2 separate regions of the Callithrix jacchus genome follow, and region 1 is linked to region 2. Evidence: chromatin contacts called from public Hi-C data. All regions are on one chromosome and are shown on one strand. Each heading gives the region's core, a stretch centred on a gene start, on an enhancer-like site or on the middle of the called end of the contact. The rest is flanking DNA. Distances are from core to core; before and after follow the strand shown. Region 1 overlaps JAM3 (junctional adhesion molecule 3). Region 2 overlaps IGSF9B (immunoglobulin superfamily member 9B).

What was found. Hi-C and Micro-C count contacts between places; a contact is called where the count stands out from the background.
Region 1: a Hi-C map of induced pluripotent stem cells shows a contact between it and region 2, with 3 times the contacts expected there. The contact joins two enhancer-like sites. A contact is called at or near these places in 2 of 3 Hi-C or Micro-C datasets (induced pluripotent stem cells and skeletal muscle).

The regions. Positions count from the first base shown.
Region 1 is chr10:33,913,420-33,918,373 of calJac240_pri, forward strand. It overlaps JAM3 (junctional adhesion molecule 3), which reads left to right. Exons shown (of 16, transcript XM_078339878.1): 3 at 453-606; 4 at 1,898-2,167. Among named protein-coding and RNA genes, the nearest start is that of JAM3, 15 kb to the left of the region's middle. Within about 2 kb of position 2,977, at least 4 of the 16 cell types and tissues checked have an H3K27ac peak or open chromatin away from gene starts, as enhancers often do.
Region 2 is chr10:33,793,944-33,798,951 of calJac240_pri, forward strand. It overlaps IGSF9B (immunoglobulin superfamily member 9B), which reads right to left. Exons shown (of 20, transcript XM_035265128.3): 5 at 4,637-4,754; 6 at 3,320-3,461; 7 at 2,885-3,030; 8 at 141-283. Among named protein-coding and RNA genes, the nearest start is that of IGSF9B, 21 kb to the right of the region's middle. Within about 2 kb of position 2,183, at least 4 of the 16 cell types and tissues checked have an H3K27ac peak or open chromatin away from gene starts, as enhancers often do.

The DNA.
Region 1 (4,954 bases), core at 1,727-4,226, 120 kb after region 2:
CGCCACCACTCCCAGCTAATTTTGTATTTTTAGTAGAGACGGGGTTTCACCATGTTGGCCAGGATAGTCTCGATCTCTTGACCTTGTGATTTGCCTGCCTCAGCTTCCCAAAGTGCTGGGATTACAGGCGTGAGCCACAGCGCCTGGCCACCTCTTGCTTTTTAGTCCTTTTGGTTAAGAGAAACCGACTGGGGCCATTTCTAAGGACTCCTCCAGCTCCCAAATGGGATTATTCTATGATGGAAATGTTACATTTCAAGGCACTGGCTGGAAGCACAATGAGGCAAAGCAGGAAGAGATCTGTGTGGGTTGGGATGATCAGGGAAGGCTTTGGGAAGGAGGCGGCACTTTGGTGCGGCCTCAAGGTGGGGGAGTGTGAGTAGCTGTACCGGAGGTGGGAGGACATTTATGTGCATAAAACTGGGGCTGAGCATGGGCTGTTCTTGGTACAGGAGGGAGGCGGCCAGCATCGCTGGAATGAGCTGTCTGGGGCAAGTGTGATTACATATGGGAGCGCACGATGCCTGAGAGCCACCCAGGTTTTCCACAGAGCAAAGCTGATGTTCCGTGCATGCTGGCTTCCAGTCCCCACAGCTCATCTTCCAGGTAAATAATCATCCCAGCCTTCCCTCCAGAAGTGCGAGCAGAGGCATTTTGTGACTTGCTCAGGGCCACCTCTGGCAGGTGCGAGCCCAGCGTTCAGCCTGGGCAGTGCAGTTCTGACGGCTGCAGGCATAACTTCTCTGCTCTAAGCCTTCTCTACTGTTAGAAGCTGGCCAGTGAGGAAACCCAGCAATACCATTGAGACACCATGGCTGGATCTGTGGATTCTAAGGTCCAGGAAGAGGCAGGAACAGCTGTAGACTGAGGAAGGAAGGCCTAGCTTGAGTCATCAGTCACACAAACAGATCCAAGCCAAGAACAGGGCAAGGTGGGCACACATGAAAGAGGTACTGAGTGCCATGGGCTAGGGCTTGTTTTAGACTTCCCCCAAGTCCTAAATAATCTACTGGAAACAATAGAAATGTCCCAGCACTATGGGAATAGGCAAGAAGGTGTGGGAGGGCATGAAATTCCAGGGACTTGGGGCTCAGCTTGTGAGGATGGGAATAGAGCAGTCTGCCACCGTCTTACCACGAGCCCAGAGGCAGAAGGCGACAGCCTAAATAAAAGATTTCATTTCAGACAAAGCATAGCCCTGCCTTAGCCCAGGGCTGCAGCCTCCAGCCATCTCCACACTGTCCCCACCTGGCACCTGGTGGTGCGCTGGGAAACTTTTGCTCTTTCTCCCTCCTTTCCCAGCCCTCTCTCCTTCCTTCCTAACTGGGTTCAGGGAAAGCTCCAGCCTCCACTCGGCTTGGCCTCTATGGCACCCAGAAGGTCCTGTTGTGCACTGCCCTGCCCCCAGGCCCCTAAGCAGGGAAAGAGGCTGTGTCTTCTCTTGCTTGCTTCACCTCTCCCACCACCCTTGTCCCCACCCATCCAGGAATGGATCTCAAACCAGCCTGGGCATGAAACTCTCCAGGCTCTCTCCCAGACATCCTCGCGCCCCTCCCCGCTTGCTGTGATCCCACTCCATCTCAAGTCCCCTCTGCAGTCCTCCCTTCCGGTTTTTCCCTCTGGCTTCTGGGAGACCTCTAGCGCCTACACAACTTCCTGGCATTGAGGAAGGACCGGAGCTGTAACGTGGGGCTAGGAGATCTCAGAACCACCAGCTAGTCCTGCCCTGCCAGTATCCCCTCCTGCTGTTCAGTCTATGCTTGATACCCAGAGGCCTGATTTTGAAACTCTCTTTTGGGGCCACTGGGTCAGACCAGCCCTCCTCATTGTCAGGAAATGTATCCTCATTTCTTACCTTAATTTCTTAACTGTATCCATTCTTTCTTGTTCTGGGAAGTCACCCGGCGTGATGTTGCAATGATGCTACTCCTTAGCACTCTGCTTCCCAACGGAAACAATGCTCCATCTCATCTTTTCCAAAGCTTCAGGCCCCAGCATTTCTCGGACCTGCTGTACTTTTCTCCCTGTAAGTAACAAAGGAGGACAAGCCCCAGCTTCTCTAACATGCCTTCAGCTGCCTGGAAGAGGCCTGTGGAAGGCCCTGCAACTCTCCGCAGACCTCTGGGTGTTGCTGTTTCTTCCCAGTGGCCCTGGTCCCCTCAGCCAGGTGAGTCACCATGATCCTTTCTCCTCCCAGACCTGAAACCTCTCCTCTCCCATCCTTCCTTCTCTTTGTTTCTCTTTGTATTTCTCTTTGTATTTCTCTCCGTTACGCGCACGGGCACATGCATGTCCACACACAAACATTATTTCAGGCCCTATCTGGAGCTGTCACTGACAGAACTCGAATTGTGATAGGCAAATTGGCTTCAGTGTCAGAGACAGGAAGCCCAGTGATGCATCTCCCGGTGCCTGGAGAGTGAGGAGGTAAGAGAGCAGAAATAGGCTGCCTCGGCCAGCAGCATGGGAGCGGGACCGTGGTGGCCAGGGAAGCGGGTCTTCTGTGGCTGGGGCTCAGGCGGCGGAGTTCTGAGGTGCTGGGAGCCCAGCTTGATTCTCACCCGCCACGTGATGTTGGATACAAAAGGAGTTTGGGCACCGCTGAGAGCGCACGCAGCCCTTCCCGAGGGCCTCTCTAAATCAACCCAAGTTCTTTCCTAGTGGGAATCAAACATCTACAGCAGGGACCCTTCGCCCCCAAATGCCACCTCTTATATGTAGGGCGGGTCGCCAGCCCTGGCAGTTAGGAGGGGAGGGGTGAGAGCCGCTGCCGAAAGAGAAGCAGCCGGTCTGATGCCATCATACCTCTGCTTGTCCCCATTACATAAAGCTCCAGCTGACTTGGCGTAATGACTAAGAAAACTTTCCAAACTTTCCGAAGACAGTTGGTGATCCTCTACCCTCCCAGTGACTGGTGAGAACTACCCCCACAGAGAGCCAGGAGAGAGGAAGGCTCCCAGCTCTGGGGCCTGACTCATCGCACACACAAACACTCCCCAGCACTCTTTCCCAAAACAGTTCCCCTCCCACCTATCCACCCTCCTACCGGGGATGGGTGACAAAAATGAACGCCCCAGAGATCTTGCCAAGTTCTGGGCCAAGCTTAGCCCAAGGAGCATGAAATTTCCCATAGAATGGGAAGAGCAGACCCCGCCCCATCCAGAAGCAATGTCCATTGGAAGGAAAATCACCACCTGATTCTACAATGATCACTGTATTATTTTCCAAATAGCTTGGACTAATTTCCCCCAAAGACAAGTTCAAGGTTCTAAAATCATAAAATAGTGCTTAAGGCAATCTGAAAGGTCAACTTTACCCCCTCTCCCCTTCCCCACTTCCATGTATCCACACATCCTTTTATCTCTCTATCTATCTGTTCATCAGATAGTTACTGAGCTCCCACAATTTGTCATGTGCAATGCAAGCAGTAGAGACTTCACACACATAGTGTTTCCTCAAGGTGCTTGTCGTCTAGTGGGTGGGAAAGCAAGTGACAAGGCATTGGAATAAGTGTGACAGCCACAGTGGTGGGAAGAGTGCATGTTCTGGAGGTACTGATAGGGCATGTCACCCCGACCTTGAGCTAGTGGGGGCATTCATGGAGACATACTGGGAGATATTATATATACATAACAAATATAAAAATATATTATAAGTAAATATATAAAAATAAATCTATATTATAAAATAGATAACTATATTCTAGGAAATATATAATATAATGTATGTATAGTTTTTGAGACAGAGTCATGCTGGAGTGCAGTGGTGCAATCTTGGCTACCTGCAACCACTGCTTCCTGGGTTCAAGTGATTATCATGCCTCAGCCTCCTGAGTAGCTGAGACTACAGGCACATGCCACCATGCCCAGCTAATTTTTATATTTTTGGTAGAAACGGGGTTTTGCTATGTTGACCAGGCTAATCTTGAACTCCTGGCCTCAAATGATATACCCACCTCAGCCTCCCAAAGTGCTGGAATGACAGACATAAGCCACTGCACCTGGCCTGGGAAAAATTATATTTCAGTTGAACTATGAAAAATAAGGAAATTTCTTTTCATTCAACAAGAGGTCTGCTCAACACTGAATACAGCTAAAGCATAGTGTCAGGCACGGTGCATGATGATGAATCTAACGTAGGATTCACACATAGAGTTGAATGCCTACATTAAACATACAGTAAAGGTACATGTGACTAGAATAGTCTATGCTTCCAACAAGAAAGAAAAGATCAAAGTTGAGGGATGGCCATCTCAAGTAACCTGACTTAATCATCACACATTATATACATGGATTAAAATATCACATGGACCCCAAAATGTCTATGACATATTAAAAAAACAGAATATATCTCGAAGAACCAGATAATGCTCCCAAAAGAAGGATCCGTGGAGTCCGAGGGAGGCTTTCAGAGAAGGTGAGGGGAAGTTCCCAGCTGGTAAGATTTGCTAAAGCCCCCTGGAAGAAATTTAGGATCACCTTGAGGATGCATAGGATTTAAAGGCACAGATGGCCGGGCGCAGTAGCTCACACCTGTAATCCCAGCACTTTGGAAGGCCGAGACAGGCAGATCACCTGAGGTCAGGAGTTCAAGACCGGCCTGACCAACATGGAGAATCCTTGTCTCTACTAAAAATACAAAATTAGTCGGGTGTGGTGGTGCATGCCTGTAATCTCAGCTACTCAGGAGGCTGAGGCAGGAGAATCACTTGAACCTGGGAGACAGAGGTTGTGGAGAGCCAAGATTGTGCCACTGCACTCCAACCTGGGCAAAAAGAGCAAAACTCCTTCTCTTAAAAAAAAAAAAAAAAAAAAGGATTTAAAAGCACGGATGGAGCGGGAAGGGCATTCTGAGCAAAAGTCATACTGCCCGCAAAGTGTAAGAATCAGTGATGGCTGGGGGAAGAATACACCAGTCTGACCAAGACACGGAACAGGCAGTAGGAGCAGACACA
Region 2 (5,008 bases), core at 933-3,432:
CAGACCCCTACGGAAGCAGCTGTTTTCCCAGGGCTTTTGAAAGGGGCCAGGAGTCCTGGCAGAAATCCAGAGCCCAAAGGTGGTATTACAGCGCCGGGGGGAGCCCTCACTCTGACCCCCAACATGCATCTCTCTAGTACCTTCTCAACCTGCAGGGGACGGCCGTCCTTATTCCACTTGACCACGGTGGCCGGTGGTTCTGCGTCCACAGGGCAGCGGATGTAGCCATGGATCCCCACGGGCACGTAAATTACAGGGGGCATGTTGAGGACACGGGCTGGGTCTGCACAGGGGAAGCGCAGGTGGGAGAGCAGACAGACACAGGGAAGCCAGGTGAGAATCCAGGCTGAAGGCCGCCCATGCACCAGCCCAGGTGCTCAGAACTTCTGCTCGAAATGTCTGGAGGCACTGAAAGGCACGTACGTCCAAGCCCACTCCAATCCTCAACACTGCTGCCATGCTTCTGCCATGGACCTTACCCGCTGGGCGAGGACTCTCAATGTCCATTTCCCTCAGTTCCTAGACCCCGAACCTCAAAGCCAACATCTGCCCACACCCTTTCCCAACTGTTCCTTATCCGTCTCCCGAGCAGCAAGCAATTCCCCTTTCCACATCCTGAGCCAAGAGGAAGACCGTCATAGGCTTAACCTTAAGAGGGGAATGTTTCCTCCCATTCTGCTAGCTATCCAGCCTTCCTTGGCATCACTTTTCCCCATCTGATTGTGCAGCTGAAATGCAGAATCAGGCCAGGTGCAGTGGCTCACACCTGTAATCTCACACTTTGGGAGGCTGGGGTAGGAGGGCTGCACGAGGCCAGGAGTTTAAGACCAGCCTGGGCAGCAAGGCTCCAAATCTACCAGGAAAAGATTTTCATTATCTGGGCGTGGTGGCACACACTTGTGGTCCCAGCTATTCTGGAAGTTAAAGCAGGAGGATCACTTAAGCCTAAGAGTTTGAGGCTACAGTGAGCCATGATAGCACTACTGCACCCCAACTTTGATGACAGAGCCAGATGCCGTCTCTAGGAGGAGCAACAAGGACCCCACACCTCTTGTGGTGTAGGCTGAGTCGCCTCCTCTCAGTACTCCCCTATTTCCCCTGAGGGCTACAGAGGAGAAGGATCCAGAACTAGGAAGGCAGTGAGGATGAATGAGCTGGTATCTTTTAAGCGTTTTGAGCTCTTCAGAGAACAGCATTACATAAATACCAGGCCGAGTTATATATTTAGACATAGCTTCCTACTTTTGCATGGTAGAGTTTTTTTCCCCCTCCAAGGTTTTCAAAGCATTTATGAATGGGAAATACTCTGAACACTGCTTTTTAGCAGAAATAAAAATCCTTGTCTCACCCACCTGTAAATCTCAACCCCCTGGATTTTCTTTGAAGGCAGGAGAAGGTAAAAAAGGACAAGGGGGAGTGGGTGGTGACGCTGGCACCGGGGAAACAGGGAAAAGCAAAACATGTCTCCAGAAAGACAGATGGCCTATGGCCTCAAGGTGGGAGCCTTCGTCCTGGCCAGCTCGTCTTCCAAAGGCCACCACCTGTTGCCTCCTCCTGCCCCACCATGGCCACCTCCTTGCCAGGTGGCACAGACTGTGTCCAGCGAGGAGGGACGGGGCACACCTTTGTGTTGGCCGGGTCTCTCCTTCCTGCAGTTCTTCCCCACCCCAGCACAGCTTGGGCCCATCCTAAATCACGTATGAATAACTTCTTGACTTGCTTTTTCCCGCTGCAGCTCTGGGGAGCTAGATGTGCTGTCCTGGGCCTCACAGCTCTCTAAAGCTTGGGCCTGGGAATACAACACACCAAAAGCCCTTTAAGTGGTTGACAGCTGAAGCAGAGAGGCAATGCACTCCAGAGAGAGGAAACAGTGAGACTGCGAGGTTAGGGTCCAATGGGGCTCGGCAGGGGCAGCATGCTCCACCACCGTGACCAATGGTGGACACGTCCACATCCAGCTCTGCGCAGCAGCAGACCAGCTCCACTTCCAGGGGCCACCAGCCGTTCTCCATTTGTCCTCAGCTCATTCACTGACTCTAGTCTTGTCTCCAGACTGTTCCACTTCTCACCCCTGCCACTCCCTGTCACTGGGTGTGAGCAATCCGCCCACACCAGCCGGCAAATGATGGAGAGTCTGTCGTCTACAGCAACAACGCCAGCCTTTGTTGCCTGAGTGACAGGGCCGTCCGCAAATCAAAAGGAGGACATTACTCCTCATTACTCATCCTTCTCTGTCTCAGGTCTCAGCTTGCCAGGGGGCCGGAAAGCAACTGGCTGCTCAGTATTAAAGATCAGCAAGCTGAATAGTGGTGCTTGCACAAAAGCCCTCAAATGTCTGGGTGAGGAGCAGCTCATCTGTCTGGATCTCCAGCCACCCAAGGAGAGAAGCCCCAGAAGCCAGAAGGAGCAAGCACAGGAACTGGATCACATCACCCCCAACACAGATGCGGTGTGGCAAGGCAGGGAGTGAGGCTGGGAGAAACCTAACCCCACATAGGCCTAGGCTATGCTCCATCAGACACCCGAGAAAAGGGCACCAGAGAGTGACTGGTTCTGGGCACAGAGGTGCAGGCAGCTTTCAGCCCGAGGACCACCATCCAGAAGGAACTGCTCGAAGGGTGTCTTCCTGAGTGCAGCCTGCAATGAGCTGATGAGATGTACTGACTGAACAGTGACGCCTGGCCAACGAAGGAGGAGCTGGTCCACCCCGACTGGCCAGGGCCTCAGCCTCCTCTCCAGCCATCCTCCTTCTTCCCTCATTTGTTCCTCTACCCACATTCCCCCAAATGATGCTTGGTCTTTGCTGCCCTCCAGCCTACAGTCTGGCTAATACCAGAATCTTCTGGGGGCCCCACCACCCAGGCTCCCCTGCACCCCTACTTACACTGCACCGTCAGGTACGCCGAGGCGGAGGGGGAGCGCCCCAGGCTGTTGCTGGGCACACAGGTGTACTTCCCCGAGTCCTCCGGCTTCACCCGGAAGATGATAAGGGTCCCGTCGATTAGGATGCGCACCCTCAGCTTCAGGTCGCTGCAAAGCGGCACAGAGACAGGGGGTTGGGCGGGCAGAAGGGGGTCTTGCTGAAGACACATAGTCACCATCACTGCCCCAGATGTGGCAAGGAAACCCCATGCCTCTGGCATTCCCAGGGCCCTTCCATGCAGACCCTGGCCTTGGCATGTGGGACACACGGACCAGACCGCCCGCCCCCCCAGATCCCAGAGCTGTGGGCAGCCTGCCGTGTAGTTTCTTCTCAGGGGCCCTGCCCATGGGGGCTGGGGCGGTGACCCCAGTGAGAAAGTCAGAGCACAGTGCTCACTTCTGAAAGTAGACGTTCTCGTCCTGCCAGTACCAGGTGTAGGTGAGGTTGCCTGGATACGCCTCTGCCCGGCAGGTGAGCAGAGCATCCTGGGAGATGTTGACGGTGATGTTCTCAGGAGGGGAGACGATGAAAGGGGGCCCTGGGGAGAGCAGGGAACAAATCCCACCTCACCTGATCAGGGATCGCAGCAGCACCCAGGCCCCCTGGGAGCCCTCAGTGCCCAGGAAGGGGTGCCCTGAACCCTGCGATGGGGACAGCTGTCATGCAGATGCTTCCAGATGCTATGTGTGCTCCGGCATCCTGTCCACCACCCCTGCCCCCGCACCTAGCTCCCCAGACCACCCACCACACACACCACCTTCCTGCCCGCCTTCTCCCAGCAGAGCCTTGGCCAGAGACGCAGCAGGGAGAAAGGCAGCTCTCTTCAAATCTGGGGCAAGAAATAATCCAGTCTCAAGGAGTCAGGTCTATGTGCCACTCCCCAGCCAGAAATAAAGACGGCAGGTGGGGGTGCAGACGCCTAGGCGTAAGCAGAGGGTGAAAGTCCAGCAGTCCTGGTGTTGGATGTGCAAACAGAGGGGAAAGCTGTGGCCCAGTCTCCCCTGAGAGGGAACAGCTTCCATCCAGGCTCCTGAGGGACCTCCAGCCCTGACTGCTGCTCAGCACTCAGAGGCAGGAGGAGCGTGCAGCTGCCACCAACTGCCCAACCCCAGAGTTCCTCCAGGAGGCAGGTCTGGGGAGGCCGAGCAGGAGGCCGAGCTCAGCACAGTGGGGAAACCCCCCAACCTAGATGCTGCCCTGTCCTGTGCAGTTTCTGGCCCATCTTGGGGAACTCTGGGGCTCCAGGCAGGGCACACTGGCATCTCCCCGTGCTGACTGTACAGACCCCAGCTCTGCCAAATGCCCACTGTGTTATTTAAATGTCTGGGGCTTGGATTGAGTTTCTATCTTTATTTATTGATGCCATCACTAATGGATAGATGACCCGAGGGAGGTCTCCTCTCCCAGGGAGGCGGAGACATGGTAGAGATGCTATCTGATCAGGAGAAACCAGAAACCCATGCAGCAGGGGCTCCTCTGCCACGCCATGTGGTGCCCGGCCACAGCCTGCAGGCCCAGCCCTCTCCCAAGCAGCCCACGTGGGAGCTCTGACCCGGACTGCAGGTGGCGCACAGGAGCCCCACACGGCTCTTCATGGATGCCCACACCTCCACCAGCCCCAACTGAGCCCTGGGAAAATCCTTCCATAGCTCAGCCGGACTGGACATCCCTGCAGGAGCCCGGGGGTAAAGAGGTTGAGGAAGTGGCTCCTACCTTGGACAAGCAGGTGGGTCGTGTGGACAGCCTCCCCTTGAATGCTGTACGCTCGACAGGTGTAAGCACCTCTGTCCTCCCGACTGACCGATGTCACTGTCAGGCTGCCGTCACTCACCTGGGGGCCCAAAACAGACAGAGCTCAGCACCCACGCTCACACCCAGCACCGCTACCTTCAAGCAGGAAGATGCAGTTGGAAACACGTAAGGAGGTAAACACAGGGACACGCATCTGGGGACACCGAAGGCCAGGTGCCCCCCTGCCCACCTCCCACCAGTGACACAAAGACGCCTGCAGCTGAGCCAGGCCACAGTTTTCCAGCCTCCTCTGTGCTTGTGCACATAGCATCAGGGGTCACCTGCAGTCAGGGG